Regions from separate parts of the Sus scrofa genome. Here region 1 is linked to region 2. Evidence: chromatin contacts called from public HiChIP or PLAC-seq data. All regions are on one chromosome and are shown on one strand. The core of a region is the stretch at or near the end of the contact, and the rest is flanking DNA. Distances in the headings are between cores, read along the strand shown.

Evidence for each region. HiChIP or PLAC-seq counts read pairs in DNA pulled down with a chosen protein or histone mark.
Region 1: an H3K27ac HiChIP or PLAC-seq map of alveolar macrophages shows a contact between it and region 2. The contact joins the enhancer-like site here to the promoter of COX17 in region 2. A contact is called at or near these places in 7 of 47 Hi-C or Micro-C datasets (adipose tissue, embryonic fibroblasts, fetal liver and 2 more) and 2 of 2 datasets of contacts at active chromatin or transcription factors (alveolar macrophages and skeletal muscle).

Annotation. Positions count from the first base shown.
Region 1 is chr13:140,639,350-140,642,288 of Sscrofa11.1, reverse strand. It overlaps PLA1A (phospholipase A1 member A), which reads left to right. Exons shown (of 11, transcript XM_003483312.4): 10 at 1,962-2,126. It also overlaps a transcript of ADPRH not described here. Among named protein-coding and RNA genes, the nearest start is that of PLA1A, 25 kb to the left of the region's middle. Within about 2 kb of position 1,333, at least 3 of the 83 cell types and tissues checked have an H3K27ac peak or open chromatin away from gene starts, as enhancers often do. A contact at or near this core is called in alveolar macrophages, where this site is marked.
Region 2 is chr13:140,582,452-140,585,620 of Sscrofa11.1, reverse strand. COX17 (COX17 cytochrome c oxidase assembly homolog) reads right to left here and starts at 1,335. Exons shown (of 3, transcript NM_001348525.1): 1 at 1,084-1,335. The coding sequence starts at 1,190.

The DNA of each region.
Region 1 (2,939 bases), core at 84-2,583, 57 kb before region 2:
CTGTGCTGAGGAGCCTGAGAAGTGTGGTTTTCAGGGGGATAGATGGAGCACAAACAGGGATGTGACCAGTGGCCATACATAGAAAAGCACTATTGTCAGCCGTGGCAGATGCTGTGAGAACAAATAAGATGGAGCCTGACCAAGTGAGGAGAAATGATGTTTGAGGAAAGATCTGAAGGACTTGCAGGATCCTTCCCCGCAGGCAGGGATGGTGAGATACAACCCTGGGAGCAGACATCGGTGGAACCTGGTGTGGGCAGATGGGGCTGGAGGGGCAAGGCAGGGCGAGACGGCGCCACTCCTGGAAGGACAGGCTAGGGATTTTGGGTTTCATCCTGAGAGCAGTTTGGGGAGCTACTACTCTTTTAAACAGGAGAGTGACAGGATCAGATTTGGGTTGGAAATATTTCTTAGGCTGCAGTGATGGACATTAGCTGTGCTGTCATGGAAGCTGTGCTGTAAGTTTCCCCTGGGCTTCCCCTGGAGCCCACACATCTGGGCTCCCAAATACCCTGCCACTAGCCAGGGTTCCAGCTCACACAGGTCTTGGGGTATCCATGTGAACCTTGCAAATTATAGCTGAGTAGTTTTCATTAGATCAGCTCAAGGTCATGTTACTTCTCCAAGGGTGTTTTTATCACCTCTCCAGTTACTGGTAGATGCAACAACACTGGCAGGAATCATGACAATGACACAGGACTCTGGCTGCTCCTTAGAATCACCTGGAGCGCTTTAAAGAATACTGACAGCAAGCCCCAACCCAGACTAATCACAGTAGAATCTCCAGGCCGCCACCACTACACTTTTAGAAGCTCCCCAAGTGATTGGAATGGACATCCATAGGTTCCTTCTTTCTTCTCCTAAAAGAGATTTGCATTACTGTTTTGAATAAGGCTGTCAGGACATGATTATCTTCAATTCCTCAATTTCTGTTTCCTCTTGCAGAACAGAAATTGGAAAAAGAAAGGGGGGGGGAGGGTTTACGTGTGGTCTTTCTCCCACTTTCTATAAATTTGTGAAATCCCAAGATTTCCTTCCAATTAGAAAATTTACCAGGACAAGTCCCCAGGCCATTCACTTTATAGCCCTTCTATTTTGCAGGCTCTCCATCCAAGCAGCCTTGTAAAGTGAACAATGCTTCTTATTTTTTCCTCGAAATACGTCAAAACACTTCTAAATTGAGAGAAAGAAAGAAAGAAAGAGAAAGGAAAACTGCTTTTAAACTAACTTTTATGGGATCTTCCTCAAAAGGAGAAAACTAACTATATGACTAACCCTAGAAAGTACACAAAGACATTTCATCAGTCTACAGAGGCCAGAAAGGAAAGGGAAACCATGCTTGGCTCACACTGCACCCAAGACCACGCAGGGAGGGGAAAGCAGCGCCCTCCAGGCTCTCCCTCTTTCTCATGGTCCCTCTTTCTCAGCCCAGAGGGGACTAGAATGGGCCATAGCCCAGAGCAGGGCACGGGGAGGGAGGGCTGAGACTGTGTGACTCCAAAGCCACAGCTGGGAAGAGACCACACTGGACTTCAAGGCCTATTTGTTTGTTTGTTTGTTTACCTGTTTCCATCAACACATTCATACTCAGTCTAAAATAGAGTAATCCTCACATAAAATTCTTGGAACTGAGCGTCCTAGAAGAGGCCTCTACTTCCAGGTAGGTGGACCTGAGAAGTGAAGATGTTCACTAACTATGACACTTTTTCCAGATGTGAAAATCCAAGAGCTACTCTTTTGCTTGCAGGGTCCACATAATCACTTTCAAAAGTCAACACCTGTTTTCTGTGTCAAGCTCAAAGCTGTGGGGGGTGGGCCAAGAGGCTGGTGAGGGTGATGCAGAGGACCGTGTGCCCACCTTCCAGGAGCTAACTGACCAAGCTGCCTGCAGAGCCCCTAGCAGCCAAGGGGACACAGAGGCCAAGTGTGCAACAGTAAGTTACTTTCCCTTTCCCTTGCAGACCTAGGCAGCAACACCAGGGGAAAGGAATCATAGCTCACCCCAGTCCTCAGTGCCAGATAAACCAAGTCAAACTCAAGCTTCAGGCTTCCCACCGGGTTTGGAAAAAAGACCGGACTACTATTATCGGAAAGTTCTGCACTGCTCCTTTGCCTGTCAATGACAAGTAAGCCCAGTACCCACCCCACCCCAGACACCCCACAAGGACTAATCCTGACCTTAGATGTGACCTTTGTTGATAGGTAATCTCATCAGAGTGATGAGATTCCTTGATTCAAAGATGACAAAGATCCAGGATTTTCCTAAGCCTCCTGCAGGGCCATCTTGGGTTGGGATGCTATGGAGCCAAAGAAGGTGGACTTTAATTCCCCATTCCCACTTTAACATAAGAAGCTACGGGAGTTCCCATTGTGGCTCAGTGGTAACGAACCCGATTAGAATCCGTGAGGATGTGGGTTTGATTCCTGGCCACTCTCAGTGGGTTAAGGATCCGATCCTGCGTTGCTGTGAGCTGTCATGTAGGTCACAGACAAGTCTCAGATCTGGCATTGCTGTGGCTGTGACATAGGCAGGCAGCTACAGCTCTGATTCAACCCCTAGCCTGGGAACTTCCATATGCCATGGGTGGGGCCCTTAAAAAAAAAAAGAAAAAGAAAAAGAAACTCCATTTTATCTGATACATATGTATATATCCTGCTTTCTGTATCTGTTCTGTTTAATCTCTCTATAAGATTTTATTGGAACAAAGATGGCTCATTGCATATTTCCTTTTCTTTTTTTTTTTTTTTGTCTTTTGTCTTTTTGTCTGTTGTTGTTGTTGTTGTTGTTGTTGTTGTTGTTGTTGTTGTTGCTATTTCTTGGGCCGCTCCCGTGGCATATGGAGGTTCCCAGGCTAGGGGTTGAATCGAAGCTGTAGCCACCGGCCTACGCCAGAGCCACAGCAACGCGGGATCCGAGCCGCGTCTGCAACATACACCAC
Region 2 (3,169 bases), core at 86-2,585:
TCACATTATCTGAAGATTCCTTCTGAGATTTGTTCCACAACAGAGGCTGTATACAGTAAGAAGAAATGAAAACCTTTTGCAGGTTGATGGTAATTTAGATAAACAATTCTGAACACTACAGTGTCACATATGTTATAGCCTAGTTGATTTTTAAATTATCTACCTAAAACGGTGGGGGGAAGAGTTTAGGGGATTTTCTGTACCGTTAAGAAATGTACCTTGTACCCTACTATGACTAAATTCGGGGAGAAATTACCAGAAAACCGGAAAACTTTTACTCTTTGATCTTGATAAATCTTTTTTTCTTGGCCGCGGGGGAACTATGTGCAACTTCCCGAAAAGAGATCGAACCCGCCCCACGGCAGTCGCTGCTGAGACCACGTGGGATCCTTAACCCCTCTCACCACAAGGGAACTCTGATTTTGCCAAGTCTTCTATCATGGCCCATAAACCATAGTAGAGCAATCATTGAAAAACGTTTCCATTAACTGTTTCCCTTTACTTTTTTTTAAGGGCCGCACCTGGGACATATGGAAGTTCCCAGGCTAGGGGCTGAATCAGAGCTGCATATGCCGGCCTACACCGCAGCCACAGCCACACAGATCCCATTGGCATCTGCGACCGACCTACCCTGCAGTTTGCAGGGCCGGCTCCTTTACCCACTGAACAGACCAGGGATCGAAACTGCATCCTTATGGCTGCTGGTCGGGTTCTTAATCCGGTGAGCCACCACGGGAACTCCTGTGTTTCTTTAAATCAAGTAGCATCCATCCGTTTACAAGCCTTCGGTCCTAAAGCAATGTTTGACCCATAACAGCTGATGAAAAACCTTTTGTAGGAAGGAATGCCTGGATTGAGCGCGGCGGGTCAATCTGACCTCTCTCTGATCCCTTCAACCTTTTCCCCAGGGTAAGCTACGAGCTCAGTCTACAGACAGCTGACTGCGAAGCCTACCCAGGTCTATAACCCTCAAGAGAGCCCCGCGGCAAAGTGAGGGCCACGACCAGCCCTAGTCCGGGCAGCGGCACCCGAAGGCAGTGCACGGAGCCTGCCCCGCCGCCCCCTCCCCGGCTGCGCACTGACCACGCATCGCGCGCTTTCTTGGTCTCCGGGCAGGCGCAGCAGGGCTTCAGCGGCTTCTTCTCCTGCGATTCAGGCGGGGCAGGGATTGCGGCCGCCAGACCCGGCATTTTTCGCGCCGAAAGCTGCAATTAGCTCTGCCACCCCAAACTCTACCGGCCTCCGGACACGCCGATTCGCCCGCAGTTATTTCCGGCAGTCGCTCCAAAACAGAACAGGAAGTCCTGCCTCTCACTCTGACGAACTGGGAGGAAGGGAGGAGGTAAAGAGGAAAAATGTTTTAAAGGGCACGCGCGTGCGCAGAAGAGGCCGAATGATGGCCTTAGTGCTAGGGCGCCTTTTCCGCGCAGGTGCAGAGAGCCCAGGTAAAGTGCAGCGATGTTTGTAGACCAGCATTGAGAGGACCCACAAATGAGGAGACCCGTAAGGCAACTCGGAGAGCTCTCAACCATACACCCAGCTCGAAGTCGAAAACTGAAACTCAAGAAGGTGAAATGACCTGTCTATGCTACAGAAAAAAAAAAAAAACACTAGTGAAAGCCAATTCCTCTTGAGTAACAGACTTAGCGCCCGGCATCTTATGCTTGCCATTATCTGCCTTACTGCCTTCACCACCCCACTTCACCGCTCTAGTTAAAAGTGAGTAGCAAAGGAGTTCCCTAGTGGTCAGCGCAAACGAATCAGACTAGGAACCATGAGGTTTCGGGTTCTATCCCTGGCCTCGTTCAGTGGTTTAAGGATCCAGCGTTGCCCTGAGCTGTGGTGTAGGTCACAGACAGGGCTCAGATCAGGTGTTGATGTGGCTGTGGCATAAGCTGGCAGCAGCTGTGTCTCCGATTAGACCCCTAGCCTGGGAACCTTACCTCACCCACACGCTTTAAATCCTCAGCTAGTTAGTGTTTATAGCTCCCTCTCCAACTGAATTGATTTCCATATGAATTGCCAATCATAGGGCAAATATATTGGTTAGTAAAATTTTAAAATGCCTTTTCATTGTCATTCCTCAAATTCAGTTAATACCTATCCATCTAGGTAAATAAGTAAACTTAGACAGTATTTGCAATAGAATGGACATAACCATTAAGTTTTTTTCCTGCAGAGAATTGTTTGAGGAAGGATGAACTTATTTTTTAAAGCAGGACTTCCAGGCATTGTTAAAATAGCTGTCTAGGGATACGCACTTTGGTTAATCAAACATTGCTTATCACCTAAACCAGCCAATGGTATTGCCCCTCAAGATGGCTGTTTTCTTGCTCTTTGTACATTCCCTGCTCCACCATTTCCTGCTCCACCAACCCCTAAGTGCATGATTGACCTTTCTACATATTTGTCCCAGGCCCCAGCAATGAGATTGTTCTTATCTAAAGAGCGGTGAGGGCAGTGCCTCTCTGCTGGTCTCCCTGGTAACTCATGTGCCAACCTGATGTCAATTCCCACTGTAACTGGCAATCTCCCCTTCCCCTCCAGGAGCAGAGACTTTACCATGTCCTGTCAGACATGTAAGAACCCCCTGGCCATTAAACCATCCATGTCTCTGTCACTGACTCTGGGCTCTTCAGTCATGAAGCTGGGTAGGCACAGGGCTTGCAGACCTGCGGGATGCAGCCTAACACTAAGGTTTGTTTCTGTATTCCAGAGATTCAGCTCAGAATCCTGAGGTGTGTCTGGGAACTGGTGTAAAAGTAATTTCTATATGTGTATTTTCCAAGTTACCAAGACCATCCCCATTTTGTCATCTGGCATTTCCATTAGCTGTGGTGCAGGTCACAGATGAGGCTCAGGTCTGATGTTGCTGTGGCTGTGGTATAGGCTGGCAGCTGTAGCTTTGATTGGACCCCTAGCCTGGGAACCTCCATATGCCACAAGTGCGGGCCTGAAAAGCACAAAAAAAAAAAACCCAATGCTTCTTAAACTAGCAACATCAACATCACTTGGAAATGTAATTTGCAATAAACACAGCTCAATCAATGGGGAAGAAAAAATAAACTAGAAAAAAAATAATATCACACCTACATATGTGTAAGTTCAAACTAAGTTATCAAAAGACAACAGTAGGAATTTCTGTCGTGGCTCAGTGGTAAAGAACCAG